Linked DNA regions of Callithrix jacchus: region 1 is linked to region 2. A link is a contact called in public Hi-C data. All regions are on one chromosome and are shown on one strand. Each heading gives the region's core, a stretch centred on a gene start, on an enhancer-like site or on the middle of the called end of the contact. The rest is flanking DNA. Distances are from core to core; before and after follow the strand shown.

Region 1 (3,717 bases), core at 247-2,746, 190 kb before region 2:
ATGCTCAATGGGCTGATCCAGTGTTTAACAAGGGTACTGTTCTCCTTTCACGTTGATGAAACTGGGCTCAGAGGAGTACAAATGGCTGGCTAAGATCAAAGGACCAGGAGGAAGCAGAGGCAGGATCTGAGCCCAGGGACAGGGGGCCCACAGCCCATGCTCTTTCCAAGGCATTGCACTGCCTGGATGGGATGGGAATCAGTGAAAAATTGAGGGGCCATCACCCTTGTAGACTGGTGATGCAGGTGTCCTAGTCCTTTTTCGTCATCTCCAGGTGTGCCCATTCCCACCATGGCCCGGGTGCCTACAGGGTACAAGGGTGGTTAGGGGTTCACTTGCGTCTGTCCCACAAGCCTCCCCCAGTCCTGTCACCATCCCCAGGATGAGGGCTCCCTGAGCCTCAGCACAGAGCGTGTTCTCACAAACTTCTGTGGAATGAGCCCAAGTGGAGGAGGGAGTCCTCAGCAGAACTCCCAGGATGCAGGGAAGGCGTGCACTGGTGGAACACAGCGGGGCACATTCCAGGTGGGGGACGCCAGATGGCGTCAGGGAGTCAGGCCCAGCGTGGCGACTGTGTGGGAGGGTGGGGGGTGTGGGTGGGCAGTGGCCTTGTAGGGAGAGATACATAAGGGCAGGGAGGCGGGGAGGCGTGGGTGGGGGGAGTGTGAATGGAATGTGGTGGAGGGCCTTGAAATTCTAGTCTGAGGCATTAAGTCCAATGACATCTATACAAAACAATTTTATTTGCTTTTAGAAGGGCCCTTAAATAGTTCAGATTCCTGCCTGAAGTCTCTGACCTCCATGCTTCAAAATTTGATCGAATGGAAACTTACGCAGCAGTGAGGCCAGCAGCAAGGGCTTGGGGTGGGGTGGAGGGAGGGAGGGCGATTCTGCCAGCACGCACTCCAGAACCCTGAGTTTCAGATCCTGACTCGTCCTGGTAAAAGTGTGTGTATCTGTTATCAACCAGGTGGATGTCTAAAATACATCCCTTGACAGCCAGCCGCCAGGTTCTGCCCACCCCTGCTCCAAAGCCAAAGTCCCAGCGCCCTCGGCCCCTCTGCCTTGGCTCATCACCCAGCTCCCACCAGGGTCCTGGTCTCTGGATGGCCCCACACCAAACCCGCCTTCACAAGAGGTGAGCTGTCTGAGGCATAAACCCATCACTCCATACTCAGACGCCCTCAGGCCTCCTATGGCTAACAGCAATGTCCTTCATGCTCCTTAATTCGACACCTGGGGCCTTCTACCCAGCCTGGCCCATAACCCAGGCTCAAGGCAGGCAACCTGGAGACTTCCAGCTCCCCCTCCTGGTTAAGCTACTGCTCCCCACTCCAGACTCCTACGAGGAGCCTCTGTGTGAACATGATTCCAGGTGACCTCCAAGCTCCCACCTTCTGGGCTTCCATCTGCCTGCTTGGCCACCTTACCCTGGAAGGGTGCATCCATGTCCTCCAGTCAGCTATTCTGACCAAAAAGCAGTGGCCTGCCATGAGCCTGGGGCCCCAAAATGCTTGGGGTACAACAGAGGAGAGGTGCTGAGTCTGGGCTTTAGCATCCCAGATCTGGGTTTGACTCCACTTCCACCACTTACTGCTTCATGTGGTTTTGGCCACCTGGTGCCTCAGTTTCCCCAGCTGTAACATGGGGAGCACAGTAGTAGTTACCTGAAGGGGTTCTGTGATGATCAATGAGATGACCATTATGAAGTGCTGACCTGCCGGGCGCAGTACATTTGCCTATAATCCCAGCCAAGGGATTTAGGAGGCCAAGGTGGGAGAATCACTTGAGTCCAGAAGTTAGAGACCAGCCTGGAAGACCCCTGTCTCTACAAAGAATTAAAAAATTAGCTGGGCATGGTGGCTCATGCCCATAGTCCCAGCTACTTGGGAGGCTGAGGCAGAAGGATAGCTTGGGAGGTGGAGGCTACAGTGAGCCATAATTCAGCCACTGCCCTCCAGCCTGGGCAACACAACGAGGCCCTGTTTCAAAACACAAATAAAAAAACAAAAAATAAAAATAAAGTGCCGAGCTAGGTGTTAGCATGCACATAATAAATCCATGAGTTATATTATGGAAGGTACCGTAAGTATATTATGTTATAAACTATCAATGGGAAGTTCCAGTTACTACATTTTATTAGTATAAATCTCATGAGGTTAATAATTATTGAGAGCAGTCAGAGACTGGGCAGTCAGAGGCTGGAACATTCTGTGGCCAGGTTGCCTGAGGAGGGGCCTGCTCCCTGAAAACACAGGGTTTCAGAACACTCTGTGGGGCCTCTTTCCCAAGGATAATTACCAGCCTGTCCAAAGCCAGGTTGGAGCCCAACCACCCAAACAAATGTGCCTCCCACCAGGCCCAGGCCAGAATAAGCATCTTATGTCACTGATAACACAGGCTGGGGCTGGAGCCATGTTGATCTAGCCAACGGTGACCTCATTTCCTTAACTTACAATCTCATGGTGGCGGGAGGGGGCACTGACCCGCTGTAGCCACAAACTGTCACAGAGGGCCAGCCACCCAGAAAAAGAGAACTGTGACCTTCAGTTCTTCCTAAACCGGCAGGGCCTTCTAGGGGTCACAAGCTTCTGACAACTGCCCCCACCCCCCCTAGGCTTTGTACCTCTCCCCAAAGAGGCGATGCTTTTTCCTCCCGATTGCTCAGGAGATCCTAGGGCTCATCCTGCAGATTCCCTTTGGGCAACTCCTGCACCTTGGTGAGGAGGCAGCAGAGGGGGAAGAGGGCATCAGGGTCACTGCATCTTGATCTCTGGAGCCTCTGGCCTTAGCTCTGGACAGGTCTCTCTATTCATCCCTGCCTCCCTCCCTCTCTCCAGCTGCTGATTTAGCACAGGGTTGGATGCAAGGCAAATATTCAAAAAATGTCCCCTGTGTTTTTGCTGTTTTTCTTTTCTTTTCTTTTCTTTTTGAGATAGGGTCTTGCTCTGTCTCCCAGGCTGAAGTGTCATGGCATAATCACAGTTCACTGCAGCCTGGATGTCCTGAGCTCAAGTGATCCTCCCATCTCAGCTTCCCAAGTAGAAGGGACTACAGGTGCGAGCTGGGATTACAGGTGTGAGCCACTGTACCTAGTCCCCTTCCTCCCCTCACCCATGAGCTTTGTACCTCTCCAGGGACTCGGTGGGGTCAGAGCGTCCAGGTTGACCCTGGGAGAGAAGGAGAGGAAGTCCTGGAGCAGGGGAGTGGGGAGCATCGGGAACACACTTTACTATTCAGAGAGAAGCCACCCTGCCCTTGGGAAACTGCATGGGTTGTCTGGGCTTGCTGGAAGGGCCCTTCCCAGTGCTCCTGGGCACTCTGCAGGTGGCGGCCCACCTGCTCAAGCCTCAAGCCGTGACATCAAAACTCACTTGTCTGTAGCCTATTGCTGCAGTGCCCCACCTCGTGGGACAAGCTGGGGAATGCCACCCAACACGCTTTCAGCAGCAGGCAAGAGAGGCGTCTTCTTAACTCAAAGAGGAAGAGGGACAAGAAATTCACATTCACTGAGTACTTACATGCCCAGTGCGGAGCAGCCTTAAAATCTTTTTAGAGTTAGCTGCAGACTATGTAGGAAATGAATAAATACACGAAGAGATATGGACCTGGTGATATTAAAGTATATCTGGCACTATATTAAGTACCTTTCGGCTAAAGAAACCTGTTTGATCCTCACAAAATATCATGTACTGCAGCTGTCTCATTTTCCACTTC
Region 2 (3,601 bases), core at 604-3,103:
GACATGCGTTGTGCCTCTGTCTTCAGGTGTCCTCTCTCCCTGCCCCTCTCACTCCCTGCCCCACCAGCCAGGGGAGTGCTGGCCAGAGCACACCACAGCCAGGGCAGCTTCATCCTAGGGATGAAGCACACAGTAGGAGCTTACTACACATCTGATGAGCAGCTCATGCTCTGAGATACACAATTTTAATCCCGCTTTACAGGTAAGGGATTTTGAAGGGCGTGCTGATTTGCCCAAGGCCACACAGCTATGTTGGGGAAGGACCCTGAGCTCGCCCCAGTCGTGACCATCAGAGAAAGCTCTGGGTGTCTGAACTCCCTCTGGGCCGGCTATCCAGGGTCACTCTCCCAGCTCAGGCCTGGGATCAAAGGCGGCTCAGCAGGAAGCCCTTCCCATCCCACTTCCCCAGAACTAGGACACGCTTTGACGTCAACACGTCCACATTCCTGCCCTCCAGTCCCAGGGCGCGGGCACTGAATTTCCTCCCTCCAGTGTTGGCATCACAAACAGGAAGCTGGGTCATGTGTACAGGGCCAGGCCCAAGGCTTTGGAGGAGGAGGGGGCTGGTGTCCAATTCGGGCATCAGTTCCCTCCCTGGGACACCCAGGAGTGGAGGGAGTCCTGTTACACTGTGCCCCCGAGGCCATGCTGTTCCTAAAGCTGCCTACAAAGCGCCTTCACCGACTGCTCTTTTCAGCTTGCTCCACCAGTCGGGGCCAGTCTCGCTGATTGACGGTACCGGCTACGCCGGATGGGGCCCTTCAGGCATGGACTTTACATGAGTCCTCTCATCTGATGCTCCTGAAAAATCCCCTTATCTTCCTTTGACAGATGAGGCCACTGAGGCACTGGCAGGTTATGTCAGTCGTACAAAGTCCTGCAGTCATGGGGATGGGGAAGGGCGGGAATTTGGACCCAGGCAGTCTGGTCCAGAGCTGTTGCCAGGAGCCCAACAGGGATGGCCTCCTCATCAGCTCAGCCCCTCAGGTGCAATGTTGGAACTTCAAATCTGATGATCTTGCCAGCCTGGGGTAATGCTTTTGCCCCAGGGACAAAATCCGTGCTCTGAGGATGGCATTCATTGCTCATGATCTGCTGCTGGTCCCAGCCCCCAAACCCCATTTCCTGCTCTAAAAGTCCCAAGCCACCCCGATTCTCTAAACCACCTTCATTTTTTTCATAATGATCATCTTCTATTTGGGAGCAGTCCAAGGATCAAAGGGACAGGGTTTGTACCTGGTCGCAGATGTGTTGGAATCCACACCTGGGTCTGGCTGAACTTCCAGAGCCTGCAGTTCTCCAGTGTTAGTCTACAGGGGAATGGTTTGGATGGCAGCTGTGCAGGCCCACTTCCGGGGAGGCAGGGGAGGGTGCTGGGAACCCGCATGGCCAGTGCTCGCCAACCCTCTGCGGCCCTCGGGCTGTCTGTTGGGCTTTGAGTGGGCACAGAAGCTGCAAGATATCTCCTGGGGCTTTTCCACCTGGTGGACTTTGCCCACCCAGGGGGCTCTTGTCAGCCTGGGACACTGGCCTCACCTCCCATGGAGCAGCCCGACCTGTCACTCCCCTCCCTCAGGGTCCTCCAGGTGTGTCGCCCAGGCCTGAGAAAGGGCTGGTGTAGACCAGAGGCTCTCACACTTGACTGCATGCACATCAGAATGTTCTGGAGCACTTTCAGTCACAGGTTGCTGGGCTCAAAACCCAGAGGTCTGGGTGGACAGCTGCCGCTGCTGCTCAGGGACTGCACTGTGAGAACCACTGATGAGGAGGCAGCCAGATGCAGGGGCAGCTAGTAGGCAGGCAAGGGGTGGGAAGGCGTCACCAAGCTCCACTGGGTACAGCTGTGCCTTAGTTTCCCTGTCTGAAGATATGGAGAACAGCAATGCCTACCAGCCTGGAGTTGCCAGGATTGAAGGCATGTGAGAGTAAGGGGCCAGTATTTGTTTTTCTTTCCCACTTAGAAGTCCCCTTTCAGGCTGGCTCCATCCACGAATGTTTGCTGTACAAACACATATGTTCCTCCCCCAGGCTCTTGGGCTCAGTTCCTATGGGGGCAGCAAGGATTTCTGCCATTACCCTGAGGACAGAGTGTCTGCTGGTCACAACTGAGAAGCTGCCGGGGAAGGCGTCAAACCAGGCCTTAGTCTCTATTCACCCACAGTGCTTTACAGGGAGGCCACGGCGTCCACCCGATGGGCGCCCGGCCCCCTTCCCTCGGTGGGGGACCCCTCCCTGGAGTCCACGTGGCTGTCCCGAGCATCGGGCTGGCGATTTCCCGGGCTTTGGCGCCCTCTGGCGGTCATCAAATAAAGGAACAAAGGCTTGGAAGGCAGAGAGTCTGACCCCAGGACTTGGCAGCACCCCATCTGCGGGGATGCATTCATTTCTTTATTCATCCATCCAGTCCACAAACATTTTTTGAGTGCCCACGGAGTCCTTGCCACTGGAATAGGCATCGGGGGCACATTGGATGAAGCTAGACACGATGGGTGCTCTGCCCACATTCACAGTCCATCAGGGAACATATTCACGCGTCTGCACAGATGTATTAACACATTCTGTGTTAGAGCCGGGCGCGGTGGCTCAAGCCTGTAATCCCAGCACTTTGGGAGGCTGAGGCGGGTGGATCACGAGGTCAAGAGATTGAGACCATCCTGGTCAACATGATGAAACCCCGTCTCTACTAAAAATACAAAAAATTAGCTAGGCATGGTGGCGCATGCCTGTAATCCCAGCTACTCGGGAGGCTGAGGCAGGAGAACTGCCTGAACCCAGGAGGCGGAGGTTGTGGTGAGCCGAGATCGCGCCATTGCACTCCAGCCTGGGTAACAAGAGCGAAACTCCGTCTCAAAAAAAAAATCACATTCTGTGTTAGAAATGCGTGGAGGAGGAAAAATTCAGGGTGCACGAGAGCGTATGTCCGAGGGACTGCCCATGACCCAGGCAGCCAAGACCCCTGTGGGAGAGGCTTGATTGGAAGTTATGAGCAGGGAGTGGGGGTGAAGTCAGGGGGCAAGTTTTCCTAGAGCACGCAGCATGTGCAAAGGCGCTGGGCAGGGAGGAAGTCTGGTGAGTGTGGAAGCCAAAGTCAGATGGGAGGGGCAGCTGTGGGAGAAGGGCTGGGAGGCGGACTGGCCCGATTTCACAGGCCCTTCTCAGCCTCAGTGAGGAGATTCATTTATCTCCTTGGCGCATTGGGTGGTGTGTGTTTAAGGGATTGGTCTCTGGCTCCAGCCTGCTTGGGTTTTTAGTCTTGTTTTTGCCTTGGTCAGCTGGGGGATTTTGGGCAAATTGCTTAAGCTCTCTATGCCTGCTTTCTTGCTTGAATATGTGGGTGTTAACAGGGGTCCCTTCATAGGGCTTCTCTTATGATTGCATGGGTCTGTACAAGTAACATGCCTGGAATGCGGCAGGGCTCTTGGCAGTGCTCAGTGAGGGTTGGAAGATTTGTTAGTATTATTTTTTTATTTTTATTTTTTGAGATGAAGTCTCGCTCTGTTGTCCAGGCTGGAGTGCAGTGGTGTGATCTAGGCTCACTGCAACCTTCACCTCCCGGGTTCAAGTGATTTTCCTGCCTCAGCTTCCCGAGTAGCTGGGACTA

Evidence for each region. Hi-C and Micro-C count contacts between places; a contact is called where the count stands out from the background.
Region 1: a Hi-C map of skeletal muscle shows a contact between it and region 2, with 5 times the contacts expected there. The contact joins two enhancer-like sites. A contact is called at or near these places in 2 of 3 Hi-C or Micro-C datasets (induced pluripotent stem cells and skeletal muscle).

The regions. Positions count from the first base shown.
Region 1 is chr2:65,253,095-65,256,811 of calJac240_pri, reverse strand. All of the region lies in intron 3 of ERGIC1 (endoplasmic reticulum-golgi intermediate compartment 1), which reads right to left. Among named protein-coding and RNA genes, the nearest start is that of RPL26L1, 56 kb to the left of the region's middle. Within about 2 kb of position 1,496, at least 10 of the 16 cell types and tissues checked have an H3K27ac peak or open chromatin away from gene starts, as enhancers often do. A contact at or near this core is called in skeletal muscle, where this site is marked.
Region 2 is chr2:65,064,788-65,068,388 of calJac240_pri, reverse strand. No RefSeq gene overlaps it. Among named protein-coding and RNA genes, the nearest start is that of DUSP1, 55 kb to the left of the region's middle. Within about 2 kb of position 1,853, at least 10 of the 16 cell types and tissues checked have an H3K27ac peak or open chromatin away from gene starts, as enhancers often do. A contact at or near this core is called in skeletal muscle, where this site is marked.